Regions from separate parts of the Zea mays genome. Here region 1 is linked to region 2. Evidence: chromatin contacts called from public Hi-C data. All regions are on one chromosome and are shown on one strand. Each heading gives the region's core, a stretch centred on a gene start, on an enhancer-like site or on the middle of the called end of the contact. The rest is flanking DNA. Distances are from core to core; before and after follow the strand shown. Region 1 holds the start of LOC542617 (ribosomal protein S27). Region 2 holds the start of LOC100282792 (26S proteasome non-ATPase regulatory subunit 3).

What was found. Hi-C and Micro-C count contacts between places; a contact is called where the count stands out from the background.
Region 1: a contact with region 2 is called in a Hi-C map of tassel, with 4 times the contacts expected there. The contact joins the promoter of LOC542617 here to the promoter of LOC100282792 in region 2. A contact is called at or near these places in 2 of 25 Hi-C or Micro-C datasets (ear and tassel).

What each region holds. Positions count from the first base shown.
Region 1 is chr4:224,565,095-224,569,613 of Zm-B73-REFERENCE-NAM-5.0, reverse strand. LOC542617 (ribosomal protein S27) reads right to left here and starts at 3,203. Exons shown (of 4, transcript NM_001112144.2): 1 at 3,118-3,203; 2 at 2,936-3,037; 3 at 2,755-2,783; 4 at 1,018-1,346. The coding sequence starts at 3,120. The coding sequence ends at 1,220. It overlaps LOC111591473 (U2 spliceosomal RNA), which reads right to left and starts at 3,782; the gene lies at 3,595-3,782. It also overlaps the pseudogene LOC118477090.
Region 2 is chr4:224,051,658-224,055,606 of Zm-B73-REFERENCE-NAM-5.0, reverse strand. It overlaps LOC100282792 (26S proteasome non-ATPase regulatory subunit 3), which reads left to right and starts at 1,795. Exons shown (of 8, transcript NM_001155698.3): 1 at 1,795-2,100; 2 at 2,201-2,391. The coding sequence starts at 2,010.

The DNA of each region.
Region 1 (4,519 bases), core at 1,954-4,453, 510 kb before region 2:
CGTCGTCGCCACGAGCACCGGCTCCCGATACACGCCCTCCTTGTTCCAGCCGGCCGTGGCGGCCTGGAACTCCTCGGCGTTCCATATGTTGGCCATGAACTCGTCCATGTTCATGGACCCGAAGTTGCGGCCCGGCTCGCACAACGAGTTCTGCAGCTCCTCCAGCGTCAGCGACATGATGGACGACTGCCGCGCCAGCGGATCCACCGCCTGCTGCTGCTGCTGTTGCTCCTCGGCGACGTCGCTGGTCTGGGCGCGCGAGTGCTGCAAGGAGACCTCCTGCTCGTCGAGGGCCTTCACGTTCTTGTTCATCTCCGACGCCATATCTCACTCGACCTGCAAGACTGGCTCCTTTTTAGCACACTCTCTGCTGATGCGTTGTTGAACGCGACGCGGCACGCGGTCCTTATATGAATAAATTATGTACATACCGGATGTAAACACCACATATTTCTATATAAGTTATCGTAGTATTCTATGTTTCCGTTGCAACGCACGGGCACCCACCTAGTAATATTTTATGATTACAGTGAGATATAGAGAAAAAAATTAGAGATAGCTGAGAAAAAAAAATAGTAGAATCTAGGTAACGTGACACAAGTGGGGTATAAGAGGTGAACATTAGAGGTAACCATTACGACACAAGTGGTTGGACGTGAATGAATGCATAGAGAGCATAAGGGGGTGTTTGGTTACACCCCGCTAAAATTTAGCCCATGTCCCATCGAATGTTTGAACCTCCGTTCCGGGTATTAAATGTAGTCGGATTATAAAACTAATTTATCAGCCAAAGATTAAAAGACGAGACGAATCTAGTCTAGTTGGTTGGGTCTATATTTCATACTCTATTTAAAAGTCAAACGCTTGATGTGACCCGGGCTAAACTTTAGCAGAAGCAACCAAACACCCCCTAAGAACGTAAACAGCTAATATCTCAGCCAACAGAAATGTACGAAGTGTTCTCTGGATTAACCCTCAAACCAAAGGATAAAGGACAATGACTACCAAGAAACCAGATGTCACCAAATATCGTCAACATCATAATATAAATTCAAAGAGCCATTAGTTCATCACAATCCAAACCAAACCAGATATAAGTTTGGAAGTAGCCAACATGCAACACATAGCTGCTCGAGAACAACTTATGGAAAATCTTAGCTAAAGGCAGTTCATGACGCTAGTATCTGGCATAGAGCAAAACTTGAAGACCACATCCGCTCTAGTCTCCCTTCCTGCGGAAAGAGCAGCCCTCAGTGAGCCTTGCCTTTCCTCCTGTGGGTTGGCAGAGGACAGTTTGGCAGCCAGGGCACACAACAACAGTCTGGGAGTGGCTGAAAACAGTGGTTCTGCAAAAAAAAACATTAATTAATCCATTACACTACCTTTCCACCAGAAGGCATAGGAGAACTTGATAAAACAATGAGTATAACTATAACACAATGAAATAAACAATATAAGCTTATGATGCTTAAATTTATGACAACATCCTGGTTATTTGGGACCTAAAGACACAGCAAATTGGTGATCATTATTAAGTTTTGATGGTACCAATATATTTTAACATGCTAATCCAAACTTAGGTCCTGTTTGTAGTTTTGTATTGACGGATGATAGATTACTCTGGAATTCAGTTTAACACTACCAAACCATCCATTTTCCCGAAAGTCCTTGAACTATACGTTCCACAATGCACAATGCGCGGAAAATTCATTGACACTTCAGAAATACCAAATGGAAAGACATCAGTCCACGAAGAGAAAGCGATCATTGTGATAATAATCTATTGAGTGTTTCTCCAGTTACCTACGACAACTAACAAAGTAAATTTTAATCAAATTGTTAGTGACCAAGAAAAAATCAAATGTTGCTGGAATTCGACAGGACAACTATCAGCTCCTGACCAAAGATGAGGAAATTTATAAACAGTTTTCCAAAACTCTAAATCCTACCTTAACTAGTACTCCATTCCGAATTTTAAGTATTTTTGGCTTTCCTAGATACATTTCTTCTACTATGCATCTAGACATAGTGTAAGTATAATTACACACCAAAAGGGAATCTAGAAAAGCCAAAATGTCATAGAATTTGGAATGGAGTAGAAATTTACTACTACACACTAGCCTTGTCAGGGAAAAACTCTAGAATTACAGAATCACTTTGCAGGTCAAACAAGACAATTCAATAATATCCATTCAACAATAATGTACAACTTAACAAAAAATAGCTTCTTTTATTTGTCTTCTACAACTTGCTATGTCAGTTTAAAATTGTAGTCGACCAAGAAAAACAATCTTATGTGGAATTGGAGCAGGGACAATTAACAGCTTCTGAGCAAAGACAAGTGAAATTTATAAACATGTTCTCAAACTCTACTCAATGCATTAAAATTGTAGAAAGTTTCTACTGTACAGTAACCATAAGTTAAAAACTGTAAAAAAATTACACATACTCATTTTGAAGGTCAAACAACATAACTTCATATTATCATGCAACAAATAAATAGCAAACATCTAACAATAGCTTACTAACTGGCTAGTTTCTTTGTCCCAAATGTATCAGTAATATACCTACTGGCTACAATTAATACAGTATTTACTAATAGGAAAGATATTTCAGTTCAAAAGAACCTCGGTTTAAGCAAAACATAAGCACCAGGGAAGGGGGTTCAATGGTAACCCACAATCAATCAACAATTGGCGAGAACTAAATAATCTAAACCTTGAATAGAATCTAATGAGGGGCAGAAAAACTTACATGCTGAAGCACCCCTGGCACTTAACATCCTACAATACAAAAAAAAATCCCAATTAACACATGGGGGATAAAGAAAAGGTAAAGGGAAAACGACCGAGCTAACAACCGCCGCAGAAACGGGAGCACGATAGAGCTAAGAACAAGTATCATGAAGGAGACGCATTAGGGCAAGAACAAGTACCATGAAGAAGGAGTTGGGCGACTGGACGAGTCTCTTTTTCTTGTGCTTGAGCTTCTCGAGTTCTGCCGGCGGGTTGAGCAGATCAATGTCGTTCTGGAGAACCTGCGCATCCAATCAATCTCAGGATCCGACCGAGCACGCTGGATCTTCAGTAGCGGGTAGATGAGGGGATCAGAGCTTACCATCTTGCCTCGGGCTGCGGCGGAGGGAACTGCGTTAGATGCGGCGGCGGCGGCGGAGGCGCTGCAGCAGAAGTCTGAGCCGGGAGGGTTTTGCGCGGACGACGTGATGGTTACTTTATACTAGGATCTGGAGAATCCCGACCGTTCGATCCAGCTGGCTCATCATCACGACCTTTGGAGTGACCCGCATTGCGCACAGTGGCCTGGATTATTGGGCTTGTCTCTGTAGCTGAATTGAGGCCCATTTATGTGACACTGCAAGAGAACTACAAACACGCTTTATATATGCAAAGTGCTACGTTTTTTATTTATGTTTAAGTATAAAATATAAAACATAAAAATATATATATTCTGTTGGCGAGATTTATATGAATTTAGGTTTAGAGCTAATAATTATATTTTGAATCTATATTTATACATAATTTTAGTATTTTTATAACTTAAATGTGTATGGAGGGAATGGAGCACGACGACGGTGGAGCGTGAACTAGAAAAACTGGTGCTGACAAGTCCAATGCTCGCACGTTGCAACGGCACGCAATTATATTTGATACCCATAAAAATTAAATTCAATATCAAATAGAACATATGATCCACATATCAAATTTTAAACTGATAAGAATAAATATTATACTTTATTTTATCTAAAAGGACAAAAAGGGTATAGGTTGAAAAATGAGCTCGACCCCTTTCTATAGATCACTCAGTCGCTCTTCCTTCTTCAACTAGCGAGGTGTTACTGTGTATAAGAGTGTTGTGTTGTACTGTTGTGTGTGACTTCTTATTGTGTTGGGCTGGGGTAGTTTCTCACGGCCCATCTATAGAGTAATGGTTCATTTGTGGTGTAACGGTCCATTGCTAAGTGAGAAAAAACGGTGGAGAGGAACAGACCTACGCGCTTCGCATATGACATACGATGCACGATCCATAAAACTATTCATGTAAAAAAGTGTGTGTATATATATATATATATATATATATATATATATATATATATATATATATATATATATATATATATATATATATATATATATATATATATATATATATATATATATATATATATATATATATATATATATATATATATATATATATACACACGTCACACAACGCTGTCGTGCCCATTCAACCTCTTCCCACCACCTCCGCCCCCTTACACGCCTGTGGTTCATCGCCGAGCAAGGCAAAGTCGAGGTGCCCATTCAACCTCTTCCCAGCACCTCCGTCCCCCTACATGCCTGTGGTCATCGCCGAGCAAGGCAAAGTCGAGGTAAGTCATTAGGCAAAGTTTAGGGTCAATTTTTTTCTAGGGCATCTCGAGTTTTTTCTTAATAACATGTCTATTGCTTTCATTATTATTCTCATATTTTTGATAAAATGTCACCAATATGCAAAT
Region 2 (3,949 bases), core at 546-3,045:
GTTGTGTATCTAATCACCAAAACAATATAGAAATGGCTCAAGGGCATATTTCCCTTTCATTTATAGAGTAGAGAATTTAATTTGATTATATCAAATCAATATAAATTGGGCAAAAATATTTGAATTATAAAAGACATATACTTTAGAGTTTAGTTTGTCATTTTATAATAGGCTATGTATTGAGTTTTTATTATATTTTTAACAAGTCAATGGACTAATTTAGATCAGGAGAAGTTTGGAGAGTGGGTACAAAGGAATGGGGACAGTGAATGGCTCCTCATCTCCATCCTCTTGAAATGGGACTATTTTTTCTGGTTTCGATCCCCACAAGGACTAAATTATCTTCATGCCCATTTTGTAATAGGGGAATTTCGACGGAGAATCAAGGTTCGGTCTCCATTGCGATCTCTACGGAGTAGTGAGGATGGTGATAAGAGACCATCATAGGCACACATGAGGACGACATGTTGAAGTAGCTAACTTCTGCTGGCCAAGAGAGAAGTTGATGGAAATTAGTATTTTTTTGTCAGCTATAAGCATGCATAGAGCCAAAAAGATCACTAATTTTAGTTGGCACCTTGTTCTAGCCTACGGAAGTTAGTAATTTTCCGCTGGCTAGGCCACATGGAACAAAAAATTGGTCCATTTTTTTTGGGTTGGCTTAAAAGCCCACACATATTTAGTTGGCCTATAAGAAATTCTTGTGCATGTCATGCCCGCTGCACCACCATGTTGCGTGCTCCACTCACTCTATTGCACTACAATTGTTGTCGAGGGAGGTGATTGGGGTTGGAGGTGATTGGGGTTGGGAGTGTGGGAAACTAAGCGCAGAGCGATTGTGACAATGTGAACATGAGCTCCTACTCGACAAGGGAGCAAAAGGGGTACCATGGTGGTGTTGAATGCGATTATCATGAGGTGAAGGTTGGTGTCACGATAAATGATGCTCGAATGCGATTATCATGAGGTGAGGGTCGATGTCACGATAGAGAATGCTCGGCTGGGACGTGTGGAAGCACAATAAGATTGGTGCGTCAAAGCAAGTCCTAGGAAGTTATGTTTGCACACCCAACGTAGTGTGTGGGAATGGTACAATAATATAATTTTAGTGCATTGAGAGTGTATTTTTAAACTATCAAGATTGGGAAGCTACATACGTAATTCAAAACCTATACGAGAACTTTAGATAAGTATAGGGAGCTAAATATGTAATTTGAAAGTACCAAGACCTAGATAAAAACTTAAAATAAGTTCATATAGCTCATTGTATAATTTAAAATTATCAAAACTTGGATGAGAACTCGATACCAATTCGAGAACTGCCAATAAAATTTACTCTATATTAAATAACTGCAATATCCAAAAGGATGTAGATATTGCAGCATAGAAATTGGAATTGGAATAAGCTTTCTAGAATTCTATTGTTTGATTGCATATAGAATTAAGATTTGGAATCTGAGACCTAATTCTATAGAATTGGACTATAACTAGAAACTCCTCTCAATAAAAAGTATCACTCCTCTGTATTGTGTGGAATTAGATCACATAATTCTAAACTCTAATTTAATAACATCCAAACAATAGAAATAAAATTACATCTTATTTTAAGCCAGGGTTGATTTGGTGTTAAACTTAATTCAATTTCATGTTTTCTCGATATCTAAACGGAACACAAGAAAAGATAAGTATGATTATTTGGAGGAGATAAAAAGCCCACGGACTACGGGCTAAAACGCTTCGGGCCTGTCCATTTAGCCATCCTAATATTTTCCATGCCCAACAACGACGAATATCAGGCAGCCCAGAAATGTCTGCTGCAGGGCTGCTGGGTTTCTGATGCCAAGTGGAGCGGGACACGAGGACACCACAAAGCGGTGAAGGAGAACCAAGGTAATCGAACCCGGAAGCGACCTTCTTGAGCCCGAAGCAAAAGGCACTGCTCATCGATCCGCCACCACGCCACAAAATCCTCTCCTACTCCGGCAGTTCTGCTCGCCGCCGCCTCCACGATGACGGAAGACGTGCAGATGAACGACTCGGAGCCCCAGCCTGCGGCCTCAGCTCCCGCCGTCGGGGCGCCGGCGCTCTCCACACTACACCGTATGCTCCCTCAATCCATTCTTCCCCTCCCCAAAACCCTAGAGTTCTTATGTAACATCTCCACGAAGATTCGGTGTGGCTGAAGCGGCGCTTATGTCAGATCTGAAGGAGATCGCGTCCGTGATCGAGGCCGGTTCTCTGTCCAAGGAGGTCCGCCGGATCTCCCGCGCCTTCCGCCTCACCGTCGCGCTCCGTCGCCGCCTCGCCGCGCGGGACGTCTCCGCCTTCCTCGCCTTCGCGCTACCCGCGTCCTCCGAAGCCTACGGACGCCTCACTGCCCTGGTGCCCAAGGTAAAATTCACTTTCCCGCCTCTGCTGCTAGCTATTGCCACTAGGAGACTGGTTTAGAGAAGCTAGGCTTTGGTACTCGCCAGATTTGTTATGTCTGGACCTCGCTGTATCCTAGATCGAACATACTTGTACAGTGCCTTGTATATTAATCTCACTATTATGGATATTGATTTGCTACTGCACAATTTCATTTTTCCATGTCCATTATAGTTGACATACATGTTTGTCCCCTGCTGTTAGTCTGTTACTTCTCATCTGAAATAAGCTAGTCATTCACTCATGCTTCACTTCTAGCATCCTTATTTGTGCATTTGTTATGTAGCCTAAACTTTTAAGACAAGAAGTCTTACCATCATGTGTATATTCCGTTGTCACAATTGGACAACTTGCATTATTCCTATGGATTATGTATGATTTGCACATGTGCGGTTGGATTTTCTTTTTTTAAACAAACGCAAGAGTGCTGCGTGTCATTTCATTAAGGAGAAAAGTAAGATAGGAGAGACAAGACTTGTCAACCCACGTTACAAGGCCCATGAGGCCAAATACCCAGACTAGGGAATGGCGTTCCAAACATACAAAGGAACAAAACTACAAAAAACTACCGCCGAAATACCTGCTAGTTTCCTATGGGGAACTGGCACAGGAGGAGGTCCTGTAGAGCTGATGCTCAAGCCAAGCACCACCCTCAACCGCATCTAACATTACACGTTGGACACAGGGTGTAGCACCCTCAAAAACACAAGAATTTCGGTGCTTCCAGATCTCCCAAGCTACCAAAATGATTAGGGAGTTAAGTCCTTTCCTTAATCTCTTCTCAACACTTTTGATACTTTGACCCCAGCAGTTCGAAAACCGTTTGCATCCTGGCTGAGGGGCAATGGCGAGCAGGCCTAGCTTATTGAGGATCATCGACTAGACTTGCCGGGCAAAAATACATGAGACAAGAGTATGTTGAATGTTGAATGCTCTCCTCAGACTGGTCACAAAGAGGGCATGCAGCTGGATGGGGCAGTCCTCTTTTGGCCAATCTATCAACTGTCCATACCCTGTTTTTGATTGCCAACCATACAAAGGATTTGCATCTTAAGGGAGCCCAGGTCTTCCAGACACACCGCCAGGGAGCAAAAATGATATATCCAGTAAAGAATGCATCATATGCCGACTTGCTGGAATAAATACCTTGGCCGGAGAGGCGCCAGATGTGTTGATCGGCGGTGTCAGGCTGAAGTTCCACCCCATCGACCATATTCCAAAGATGCAGATATTCCACTAGCACCTGCACAGACAGAGCTCCTCTTATATCTGAAACCCATTTGCGGTCTGTGAGTCCTTGTGCTACTGTTCTCTGTTTTAAAGCCCTTTTCGATATCAATTTGATCAAAGTTGGTCAGCATTCAGCAACAGTGTTACCTAGAAGCCAACAGTTGGTTCAGACCTTTACAGTTTCACCATTGCCTACCACGGATACAACAGCCACATCAAAAAGGGCCTTTGCATTGCGGTTAACTTGGGCATGGAGTCTAGACCATGGTCTCGAGGAATTGATTTTTTGCAG